Regions from separate parts of the Hordeum vulgare genome. Here region 2 is linked to region 1. The links are chromatin contacts, called in public Hi-C maps. All regions are on one chromosome and are shown on one strand. Each heading gives the region's core, a stretch centred on a gene start, on an enhancer-like site or on the middle of the called end of the contact. The rest is flanking DNA. Distances are from core to core; before and after follow the strand shown.

The links. A called contact is a pair of places that touch in the nucleus more often than the background predicts.
Region 2: a Hi-C map of leaf shows a contact between it and region 1, with 2.1 times the contacts expected there. The contact joins the enhancer-like site here to the promoter of LOC123412220 in region 1. A contact is called at or near these places in 2 of 6 Hi-C or Micro-C datasets (leaf and seedling).

The regions. Positions count from the first base shown.
Region 1 is chr7H:569,962,397-569,968,568 of MorexV3_pseudomolecules_assembly, reverse strand. LOC123412220 reads left to right here and starts at 2,675. Exons shown (of 2, transcript XM_045105162.1): 1 at 2,675-4,067; 2 at 4,189-4,888. The coding sequence starts at 3,673. The coding sequence ends at 4,447. It overlaps LOC123412221 (a long non-coding RNA gene), which reads right to left and starts at 2,322. Exons shown (of 3, transcript XR_006613450.1): 1 at 2,280-2,322; 2 at 1,955-2,063; 3 at 1,714-1,869.
Region 2 is chr7H:570,029,759-570,035,930 of MorexV3_pseudomolecules_assembly, reverse strand. No RefSeq gene overlaps it. Among protein-coding and RNA genes, the nearest start is that of LOC123412221, 67 kb to the right of the region's middle. Within about 2 kb of position 2,175, at least 1 of the 3 cell types and tissues checked has open chromatin away from gene starts, as enhancers often do. A contact at or near this core is called in leaf, where this site is marked.

The DNA.
Region 1 (6,172 bases), core at 1,426-3,925:
CACAAATAAGTCTCAGTGATCTTTGACCTTCTTGTATGATCAAGTGAATTCTGGAGTCTTGTTTTTAGGTCGAAGTCGTCTCATAACCTTTTCTTCCAGGTGCAGAATTGTGTGGCCCTCTTCTTAAGAGAAAACTTCTTGACTTTCTCCCGTTGTGCATCTGAGAAATGCTCTGGTAGGATGAAATGTGTCATGAGCATATCCCAAAGCAGATTTTTTGCTGTTTCGTCCATAAAATTAACTTCTCGATCTTTATTTGGCCTATGCCATTCTTGAATAGAGATCGGGGTTTGGTTGCTGACAATAACTCTGCATTGACGTACAAATTTATCCGTATTCTTTTTGGGAGCAATCGGTTCGCCACCTGGTGTTATCTCGTCGATGTTGTACTTTATGCCATGGGGCAACTTTTTGGCCGGGCCTCATACTGCCCTACTTGTAGAAGATTTGGTCGATTCAGAGGGCTAAAAGAAGAGATTCGTTTATATATATATATATATATATGTGTGTGTGTGTGTATGTGTGTGTGTGTGTGTGTGTGTGTGTGTGTGTGTGTATAAATCAATTAATACATCTAATGGTCACCAGAGGCCAAATATGTATATGCCTCACCGGACTTTGTTAATTGAACAAACATTTCGTTGACATCATTGTTTCGTTCCCCTTCGTCTCTTGATTGTTCTTCCTCAATTACCTCACCGGAGGGGTTAAGATATTGTGAGCCATCATCTATTCTTCATTCTCTTCGTTTCTGGAGCGTATCATGTCGAACAAGACATACTCTTGATCATGGTCTCTGTCTCTACCGTCCATAGCTTAACTAATCTAGAACAAATATAAAACAATTAGAATACATTCAATAAGCAAAATCGAAGATATGCAATCAATACATGGCAATGCAACAATATGATCAAATATATTATTATCATCATTCTCTGGCGATCGTCGGGGACTCCTCGATCTCCGGTGATCGTCAGGGAATCCTCACCGACGATCATCGAGGACTCCTTCGGCGATCGTTGAGGACTCCTCACCGGCGATTGTCGGGGACTCCTTCGGCGATCATCGGGGACTCCTCACCGGAGATCGTCGGGGACTCCACCGGCAATCGTCGGGGACTCCTCGCGGGCGATCGTCGGGGACTTGTCACCGACTTTCACAAGGAGTCAGATCGGCATCATGCCATCTGAACTTGTTTCTCTCATAGGCAAAAAACACACTGTCATGGTTACTCCAAGCAGCAAATCGCTCGGCAGCAATCACAAATAAGCAATGAAAAAAATTGCTATATCATTTTGTCCTATACAGTGAATTCACACACACACATAAAGTGAATGCAACACACCGTCTGTCGGATATGCATTCAAATTCTTGTACTCCTCACCGTGGTAGAGGATGCAGTCATTAGGGCATGCATGTATCTTCTGCACCTCTAATCCTATAGGACAGATAGCCTTCTTGGCTTCGTACGTACTGTCGGACAATTCGTTGTCCTTTGGAAGCATCTTCTTTATCATTTTCAGCAACTTTTCAAACCCCTTGTGAGATACACCATTCTCTGCCTTCCATTGCAACAATTCTAGTGTGGTACCCAGCTTCTTCTTGCCATCTTTGCAATTTGGGTACAACAATTTCTTGTGATCCTCTAACATGCGCTGCAACTTCAACTTCTTCTTTTCACTTGCGCAGTTTTTCTTTGCATTAGCAATGGCCCGACCAAGATCATCAACGGGCTCATCTGGTGCCTCTTCTTTAGCTTCTTCCCCCATTGTAGTACCATCGTATTCAGAGAACACATGATAGTTGGCATCATCCTCTTCTTCTTCTTCATTCTCTTCCATTAGAACCCCACTTTCTCCGTGCTTGGTCCTACAATTATAGCCGAAAATGAAACCGAACGTAAACAGGTGGACGTGAATGACTCTTCACTTAGAGTAAGTTCTATCATTCTTACACATAGCACATGGACAACACATAAAACCATCTCGCTAGTTTGCCTCGGCCGCACAGCCATTAATGAACTAGGGAGAGCACCGGTCATCATACATCCATTGCCGGTTCATCTTCATTACACAAGACCGAAAAGACCAAATTAATACAAGTTCATACATAAATTTCATACACACTTATTCTCATAAAACAACATACCAGAGTACCTAGCTAAAGCATTTAAATGCAACAACAAATGCGATCAAGATCACAACTAAGGTAACAATTGATCCAACAACATAGTGATACCAAGCTTCTTTATTAATGACATATTTTCTAATCTTTCTAACCTTCAAGCGCATTGCATTCATCTTGATCTTGTGACCATCGACGACATACAACTCCAGTTTCATCTTCTCTTCTTCAATTCTTTTCAATTTTTCTTTCAGATACTCGTTTTCTTTTTCAACTAAATTTAACTTCTCGACAAGAGGGTCGGTTGCCATTCGGTTCACATACCTCCTAGATAAAAATATCTATATCAACTTGATGAGCATAATTGTCATAAACGCCAAATGCAACAAATAGTTATAAAAGAGAATATACGGCATCCAAATCATAAGTCGGACAAGGGCCGACGGAGACGGATATCAAGACCATGACACTATGTATAACAAACAATCATACAAGTAAGAAAACTATCTAAATCATACAAATAAAATTTTTAATAAAAATGATAAGAACAAGAGGATCACCAAGGTAATGGCAGCGACGGGACGGTGCGGGTGATCGATGGTGGTTACGACGGGGACGGAAACCGATTTGTTATACAAGTAGGGACTAAATGATCTCCGGAGACCCCGCCTGCCACCATACCTTTAGTCCCGATTTGTATCACAAACCAGGGCTATAGGTACAAAATGAACCGGGACTAAAAATGTCCGTGCCCCGATCGTTTCTAGCCGTTGAAATCGAAACTAATAATTACATTAATCCCGGACCGAAATCAAATCAAAACTAATGATTCAAACATAAGATCCGTTTTTTACTAGTGACAAATAACCATTACATAAGCACGAAAACAAATGGGTGAGGCCTAAAGCATAAGGATTTGTCTTCAGGCCCGAATGCAAACATAACGATAGTGGCCCACGTGAACTTGCTACGGTGAGTGGCATTGGGACTGCCCTTAATTTGAGGCATATTTTCTTTGGAAAAAATGTGCTTTTAATCATTCAGTAGGAACTTCCCTGCTCGATGCCGGCTAATATTGTTGAAATTGACAGAGAATTTCCCGGAAAAGTTGACGAAGATGAGCGGGAAAATACAAGAAGAGAAAGACCCATCCATGGTTGCCGATAAGCTTTGATTAGGCCAAAACAAAAGCCGCGGCAGCCATATATGGGGATGGGGGCATGGGCACAGTGCACGCCAAAGGGTAAGCTAAAACGTGTTGGCGTGCATGCAGCCTCCGCTGTCCGGCGCGCCCGTCACCCTCGCCGCTTCCGACACGTCCCCCCCTCCACGCGTCCCTGACCACCCGTCTCCTCTCCTCTCCTCCCCCGGCCCTATATACGCCCCCGCGCCGCTACCCATCCTCTCCTTCTGTCCTCCCAACCATCGCGACGAGAGCAATAATAGCAGCTCCAATGGTGGCCGAGGCCATGGGCGTCTGAGCCGCGCGCCGAGGCCTGCGGGCGCCATTGATGAGAGCAGCTGCATCACCCTTCACGGCCGGACGCGATGTCCCTTGTGGCTGCGGCGGCCGCCGTGAGGCCCTCGCCAGTGGCTCCTTCCCCGGCGGTGCCGTACGGGATGTGCGGTGGCGGCGCGAGGAAGAGGAAGGACGTCGTGCACTACCATGAGGAGGACGAGGACGAGGAGGAGGTGCAGCAGGGGAGGCGGCTTGGCGGTGTCGGTGAGGGCCACGGGCTGTTCGTGCTGGAGACGGTGGAGGAAGAGGAGGAAAGGGAGGCCGAAAACGAGCGCTCCTCCATTGGCCCCGTCTCCGAGGGGGACGAGGAGGAAGGGGAGGAGGCGGAGAGCGCCAGGGAGACGCCGCCGTGGCAGCGGAGGACGAAGAAGAGCGCCGGCGGGCTCGCGAGCCTCGACGCCCTCGACGACGCCCTCCCCGTCAAGTAATCAACCAACTTCACTTCCCTTAATCATCCACCATTTCTTGCAATAATCGCAAGAAGGGCGGATTGTCTTCTCGGTTCGGCCGGTGGATTGATCCGCGGAGCCGTCCTGATTTGGCAGGCGGGGCCTGTCGAGCTTCTTCTCCGGCAAGTCGCGGTCGTTCGCGAACCTGCAGGACGTGGCGGTCGCCGGCACCACCAGCAGCAAGGACGTGCTGGCCAAGCCGGAGAACCCCTTCAACAAGCGCCGCCGGATCCTGCGCTGCTGCTCCATCCGGCGGGTCTCCTCCACCTCGCTCACCGCGCTGCCGCCCTTCCAGCCGCCCGAGCCGTCCTTCAACATCGGCAACGACGGCGTCATCAACGGCGGCGGCGGCTGATCATCAACCGATCCCGGAACGCGTACGTACGTACGTACCTACGTGCACCGATGAGATCAGATTGATCGACCGATCGAAAAGAGAAAAACACATGCATATTTATGCATGCAAGTTGCAAAGGGAATTAGTAATGGAAACTACTCTACTAGGGAGGAGAGAGACAAGATGGATGGATGGATGGATGGATGGATCCCACTTTGTAATAGTCCGGGATCTCGCTCATCTCGGCTCACATCAACAACAATGGCCGCCTAGAGCTTAGGTTTTTCTTAATTCTTTTACTAGATGCTAGTAGTTGCATTTGACATGCAAAAAGAGGGAGAGAGAGCACCAAACATGGTGCATGTGTCGTCGATCCTAGCCTACAAAACAAGCTATATATGCCAGTTGAAATATACAAATATCTCAATTGAGACAAGCTAGCCTGATTAACCTTTTCAATGCTAGTATATATAGCGCCAAGGTATACATCCATATCATTGACAGGAGTTCTAAATCTATCTCTAGGATGTTGCTCTTGAGTGCATTGCAAATTATGTGTTGCTATAATACAGTTCATAATTGAGAGTACTCCTACTAACACTTGGCAAGCACCATTTCGCAAAAAAAAAAAAAAGACTTGGCAAGCACCATTATTATTTTTCTACCTATGTGTGTATTATGGTTGGTAAAGTGGTGCTATTGGTAGTACTTCTTTTTCTTAAAATACAATATGGGTGTGCCTAAGGAAAAAAAAACTAAAAAGATAAATACTGACACGAATCTTGGTGTAAGACTTAGTTATGCGAATACTTATGATACATATAGATGTACTTTAGCCAAAAATGATACAATATCGGCGAAGGGTTCCTGGACTCGTTTTAGGGTCTCTTCGATGGATTGTTTTCAGGTGGTTTGAGTGATCAAATATAGTATGAAGAAATCAGTATGCAAATTTTATGAAGAATTCCATCCTATGTTACACGCAAAAGAAAATCCGTTGATCCTATTAAGAATCAAGCAGCTGGTTTGTATATACCAAAAATTCTAAACGTTACAGGACTCTAAATATATCTTTTGAAAATCCTTGTAGCCTTCACCATCCAGCCCACACCAAGCAGAAAACAATCACCATCCATCACATAGCTAGGGTGAATTTGCTACAACATTAGGTCCTGTAAGTCAAATTCCTCCTCAATCTTCTTCAAACCTCTTCAACCCCCCGGAACAAGGATTAAACGTGTGTTAAAAAGGTCAAGGCGACAAGGCCAAATTAATAGCGGCAGCGACGTGACGTGCGGAGAGATAGGATAGGGGAGGGGGGACAACGGACAAGGATGTCAAAAGTGGTATGGAAGGGATAAGCTTTGGGGATGATGATAGCCGCCCGGGGATGGTGATAACGATTACGATTAGCAGAGGAAGAGGAAACGGGTGTACGTTTGCGCTGGAGGCCTTATCCGTTCCCTGCTCCGGCCGCTTTCGTCCGATTAATTACTAACTCGTAATCAATCTGCTGGAGTACAGTACTGGAGTAGTACAGTGTTTGAGAGGGGGAGGGAGCGTGTTCGTCAGTTGGTACTACACGATGCCGGCACTGCATCTTTCGCGTGTGGGAATGGTTTCGGAGAGAGTGAGCTCGGCGGTTGATTGTGCGCGCGTCCGCGTTGTCACGTCAGGGAAAAGGAGGAGGGAGTATGAGTGTCTGTTCACTGTTCTTTCTTCCAGAAACGGAGGAGGAAAAGA
Region 2 (6,172 bases), core at 926-3,425, 68 kb before region 1:
TGCATGCAATCGATAGAACCTAGCATACGTGGAAATCCACGAGCTCTGTTCATCTCTAACAGCCTGTGTGTGTCCTGAGCATTGGGAGCTCTCAACTATTGTGCACCAAACACTTCCACAATAGCCTTGGCAAATTGTTTGACATAAAAGATAGAAGTGCTCTCTGCCATTACCAAGTTGTCATCAATGTAGTCCGCAGAAACACCGTAGGCCATCATGCGCAATGCGGTAGTGACCTTCTGTTCGATGCTATGTCCAAGCAACCCTGCACAATTCCTCCTCTGCTCGAAGCTTCGATCATGTTGCTTCACAGAATAGCAAATATGAATGAACAAGTCTTTGGACATTCTGAACCGGCGTCGAAAATATTTATCCGGAAAAACGGGTTGTGGACCAAAGTAGTTGCGCATCAACCTTTTGTGCGCTTCCACCCGTTCTCTCCGAATGAAAGCACGGCCATAGACGGAACCACCATGCATTCGCTTCTTCCCCTTGTGCATTGCCACAAGCATTGCAATGTCTTCTTCTTCGTTCAAATCAAATTCATCATCCGATGATGATGAGCAATTGTCCACGTAAGAGGAGCCACACAAGCTCATCTACAATGTGGAAAAATCAACGGTAAACTACTTTGCATCCAACAAAAAAGCTCGAGTTCATCTATTTTTACCTTCGGGAATTTTGTCGAACGGCGGGTGAGCAGCCGGGCGGCGGAGCGGTCAGCAGCCGGGAGCAGTCAGGTGGCGATGGAGCGGAGCAGCCAGCGACGGAGCAGAGCGGAGCAGGCGGGGGCGGCCACTTCACCAAGGAGGGGGAGCCGTCGGGTGGAGGGCGGCGGCGGCACCTGCGCCGCGAGCCGTTGGGTAGCGACGACTACACGACCACGATAGAAGCCTACCCCATCGCCTCGGCTAGCTGCATCCGCTCGAGAAGCTCTGACCGCCGTGAATTTGGCCGGCGGCCGAAACCAAATCGGGCTGCTCGCGGCGGCGCGCCGACAAGAAAGGCGGCCGGGAACGGGTCGGCAAAGTCATGGCGGGCTCGGTGGTGGTCGGCGTGGTCGTGAGGCGGCGGATCTGGCCGGCGGTGAGTTCGGGCAACGGCTGGCGGGCGCGGGGAACGAAACGAAAGAGTGGTTGGGGATTGGCGCGCGGCTGGCCGTTTTACAACACCTAGCCTTTGTGTTGTATAGTTGTAACACCAATGTCAAATTTTTACAACACATGAAGCTGGTGTTGTATTTTTTTTTATATATACAACACCTGTTGGAGCATTTTTGTGGACCTAAATGTTGTATAAGTTAGTTATTTATATATATAGAACACCTATTGAAGATGCTCTAACTAATCAATATACTTAACAGTGGAGCTCAGATTGTGCTCTTCCGAGTCAGACTTTTCCATTTTGAGAAGCAACTCAAGATGTTGGTGGTGTTTGAGGGAGCATATATATACATACTAGCAAATAGTACCAATTAGCAAAGACTGGTCATGGAATTGCTTTGGTATGGCTACTCTAGTTTATATATAGCTACAAAAGGTCATACCTTTTCTCCACGCTAAATCATTCCGGATTCAACAACGTAAATTTTGTCGATGTATCCATTTCTGTCCTTTTCATACGTATAAACAGTAGCACCAGTACTCTCATCGCTTTATATAGTACCCGCTGTAGGAGGGATGGCCGCGTCGTGCTCTGAACCAGCTGATTCCTTCTTACAAAACTGATGGAATCACATTACCGGCAGCTCTAATAAGCAGCAGCAGCAGCAGCAGGCTCCTCTTCCGTCGACGGCTCGACGCCGTTGATCCTTGTCATATAACTCTACCGAATAATCTTCATGTAAAATAAATTAAAATAGCACACCGCATTTTAGTATGCCCAGTTTGTTTGGTGCTGGGTCGCTGTGAATGAATCGATCAATCTCATAATTAATGTCCATCTCGCCTTCATTCGAATTGTCTGTCATTTTTTCCGATAAGGACCAATAGTCCAGTATATAGTCTACTGCTGACTGAATAGCGTAATAATAACATAATTCTATATCGCGTGTGTAACATCGACCATGACAGAGCAATTCGTCGCGAGGATCTGACCGAAGATACGCCGTGACAAGTGTAGCCTCTTAATTTGATCAGATGATCAGAGATAATAATTTTCTCGGAGAAGCAGATTCCAGGCTCGCCGCCTCGTCATGCCCGCAGGCGTCATCGATAAGCTAGCCAAGCCTATCTGGCAACACGTAGGCCAACCCATGGAAAATCTAGACGTAGAAGATCACGAAAGCGATGGGGAAGTAAAAGCATTAGCGAAGGTGTGCGTACCGGCTTGGCGATAAGAATAAGAAGAAGAAAAAGACAGAACGCCGACCGAGCGAATATATGGGACATTGACTATGTAGCGGTGTAAAACACATCTACACATTTTCGAAATATTTTTACGGGAATTCAGGTCTGGCTCGCGGCTGGGCGCGTGAGTGACAGCATCTACAACCGGATCCCTTAAATCCGGCCCTTCAAACGTCCACGGATGTGTTGGATGCGGACATTTATCGGTTACGCCTCAAATAATGCATTTAGCATTCGAATATCTCAAATTAAAAATCTTAAATCCATACTATTACATGCAATGTAAACCTAATATTAAGCGGAGCTCGACCGGCTCCGACGTGTTCATGTCGGATGGCTGGCTGCGTCCCTCATAGTGTCGGTCCGGTTGCCGACCGACGAGGTAGAGCGGGACATGGGACACTAGCCGGCTCACGAGAGTCGAGCTGTCGTCGTCTCCCATGCCCTACTCTTCCTCGTTGGAGCCCGGAACCCGGACGATGCTAGTCGACATGAGGTCGATGACAGATCCTTCCTGGGAGGAGCCGACGTCCACCACAACGTGGTTGCGGTGCCCGCATCCATGCAACATAAGGATGCTGGAGAGTGTGACTTCGCCTCTCCAACATCCTCCGCCGCGAGGGCCTCCGCCGCATCCCATGCCCGCTGCCTCGCCCGACAAGCACGTCGCGCCAAGACATCGTTCGACGTCGGCCATGCTTCGTGCTCAGCGTGCCAACAGAGGAGTCGTGCTTCCGCCACGACGTTCGAATGCCAGACAGATCGCACCACCTCCAATGAGGCAGCAACGCCGGATCCAAGCAACGGTTGTGCGGAAGCAATAGGTTCCCGGCGTTGCGAGTCCGAGGGTTGCCGTGGTGCGACCGTCTCCCGGGAGCGGCGGAGCGCAAGCCGGACGACCATCTCCTCCTCGAGGCCGCATGGGACGAGCTTGTGGTTGACGGATCTGGAGGTGAAGGACTCGGATCAGCTGCCCGCCATGCCGGAGGTGAGCTTGGCTGACGGATGGGAGTGGAGGGGAGTGGAGTGAAGTGTCTAGGGTTTGATCCGACGAGCGGATGGAGACCAATATACGTGGGGTAGATGTGTGCTAGTGCGGGCCACGCAGGCGTGCTCGGGCGCGCCCGGGCTCCTCCGTATCTGCCCTATATTTGGGCTAGAAATGGGGGATGCCGGTTAGTCCGGACATTTAAGACCGGTTTAAGAGGCCCGTCTGCGTTGAATTTTTGTGACTCACCAGTAACCGGGCGGCCTGCCCGACCGTTTGACGAGGGTTTGAGGGGGACCTCTTATGGACCGCTCGTTGTGGCCGACTGCCGAGCGGGCGCATAGGGGTCGTCCCACTCGTCCGACCCAGATTGTTTTTTGTCTTAAGAAAATCTGAAATTATTCTTTTTTCATTTTTTCTGTTCTTTTTTCCTTTTTCTGCTTATTTCCTTTCTTTTTTCTTTTTTGGTTCACATTTTCTTTCTTTTTTACTTTTCTTTTCGAATTGGAAGCAAAAAAATTCCAAATTTGAAGAATTTTCTTTGAAAATCCAGAATATATTTTGAATTTATGAATAATGTTGGAAAAATGGCAATTTTTTGAAATTTGGAACCTTTTTTAAAGGCAAGAACAATTTTGAACACAAACCTAGTTAAAAACTGGAAAAACAATATTGCTATTTCGAGTTTTTTTTTATAAATTACAGAACATTTTTTGAAAATACCGATCATTTTTTCCAAACACCAAATATTTTTGGAAAATCCCAAACACTTTTTGAAGTTATGAATGTTTTTAAAAATGGCAACTATTCGAAATTTAGAACATTTTTCTAAAACAGCAAAAACATTTTTCCAATTTGAAGAACAATTTTCGAAAATCCAGAACATTATTTGAAAATCACGAACAGTTTTTGAAGTTTTGAATGTTTTGAAAAACAGCAACTAATTGAAACTGAGAACACATTTTTAAAAAGAAAAGACATTTTTCGTATTTAAAGAACAATATTTGAAAATTCAGAACATTTTTCGTATTTAAAGAACTTCCGTTTTTCCGTTTTATATGGCTCATCTTATAGGGCTTATCTTAAAACCTCCTATTCGGTTTACTCCCTCCGTCACAGTTTATAAGGCGTGCACGTGTATCTAGGTCGTCAATTTAACTTATATAAAATATATTGTTTAACATAAAAATTATATCATTACAAAATAGAATATCTAAAGTTTTTAATGATATATTTTTTGTAATATATGTCTCTCATTAAGTTGGTCAAATTGACAACCTAGATATACGTACATGCTTTATAAACTGTGATGGAGGGAGTATAAGACTTATCTTAAAACTTTTGTTTTTTTGTTTTATAAGTCTCATTTCTATTGCTTTTCATCACATGCTCAGATATCAAGGTGCATTAAATCTCTGCATGCGAGGATTAATAGAAAACTCACAAATGCATGCAGGAGTTTTACTAGCTATTTATTGGTCATGCATGCATGTATAGCAATTAATGCATTGGTAAACCACAATTGTTTGTGAAAAAAGAACACATTAATTGAATATTTTTGTAAAGTATTAAAATTATTTCACCAGTCATCATCTACTATGGTTCATGAGATTTTTGAGTTGAGCCATATAAATCGAAGAGGAGAGAGTACTCTCCCTTGAGACCAGACCAAGTATGACACATTAGGTGGCCACATTATTTGGCAGCGGATTTGGAGTGCACAAGTTCCTCTTAAAGTGAGGATAATGGACGAGAAAGGTGTCTTTGGAGCCCTTGCAACAAATGCATGCAAAAAATATAGGCATATCTCTACCCGAGATGGTTGTCCATTGTGCCGGAGGGAGAAGGAAACTAGTTTCCATGCCTTGGTATCCTAGGAGCATGCAAGAGGGGTTTGGACATAGATGCATACTATGTGGAGATTACCGAACCAAGAGTTGCTTCAGTATACCGGAAAGGATTGGCTCCTCAACATCCTTGCAAATTGTGATGACAGCATGCGTGACTGCACAATTATGTTGCTTTGGAGAATATGGCCCTTGCAATCAGATTTAGCGCATGGGAAAGTTTGTTGAATATTTTTACAACGGCCGATTATATCCAAAGCTATATGAACTCGTTGAATATGTGCAGGAGGTTCTCTACAGAAGAAATTATCAAAGGAAAGATGTCAATGATTCAGGATTTGGCCGTCAAGCAGCATAGATCGGGCAGACCATTGCAGTGGCCGCGTCCACTTGCTGACCGAGCAGCTCTATCAGTTGATGGAGCGTTCCTACACTCTGATGGATCAATGGCGGCTGGGATGATACTGCGAAGGCAGGATTGGAGTGTAATATTTGTGGCCTATAGATGCATATTTAACTGTAATGAGGTGTTGGAGGCGAAACTACATGCAATAATCCAAGGTATGGCGTTAGCTGTCCAACACTGTACCCTTTCTATCATCGTTCAGTCGGACTCCTCAGTGGCACTGACGGCTATGACCAGGAAGAGTCTTACCAGATCAGCATATGAACACTTGGTAGCGGAGATTCGGCATCACATGGTTGAGCTAGAGTTTATTCCTTTAAAAATTAAGCGTGATCAAAATTGGGTAGCACATCGGTTGACATTGTATAGCCATACAAAGAGCACTACTGCTGTATGGCTTGATAGAGGTTCACCTTGTGTTGAGGAGTTATTACCTCTCGATTGTAACCCTATGCATATGGAACAAAATTCTCTTACCATCTCTTAAAAAAGTGAGCCACGTAAGCCTCAGTCTATTCTTAGCATGTGTGGGGGCTAGGAATGTCCACGATTATATGGTGACATGAGCATTATATATCTAAAT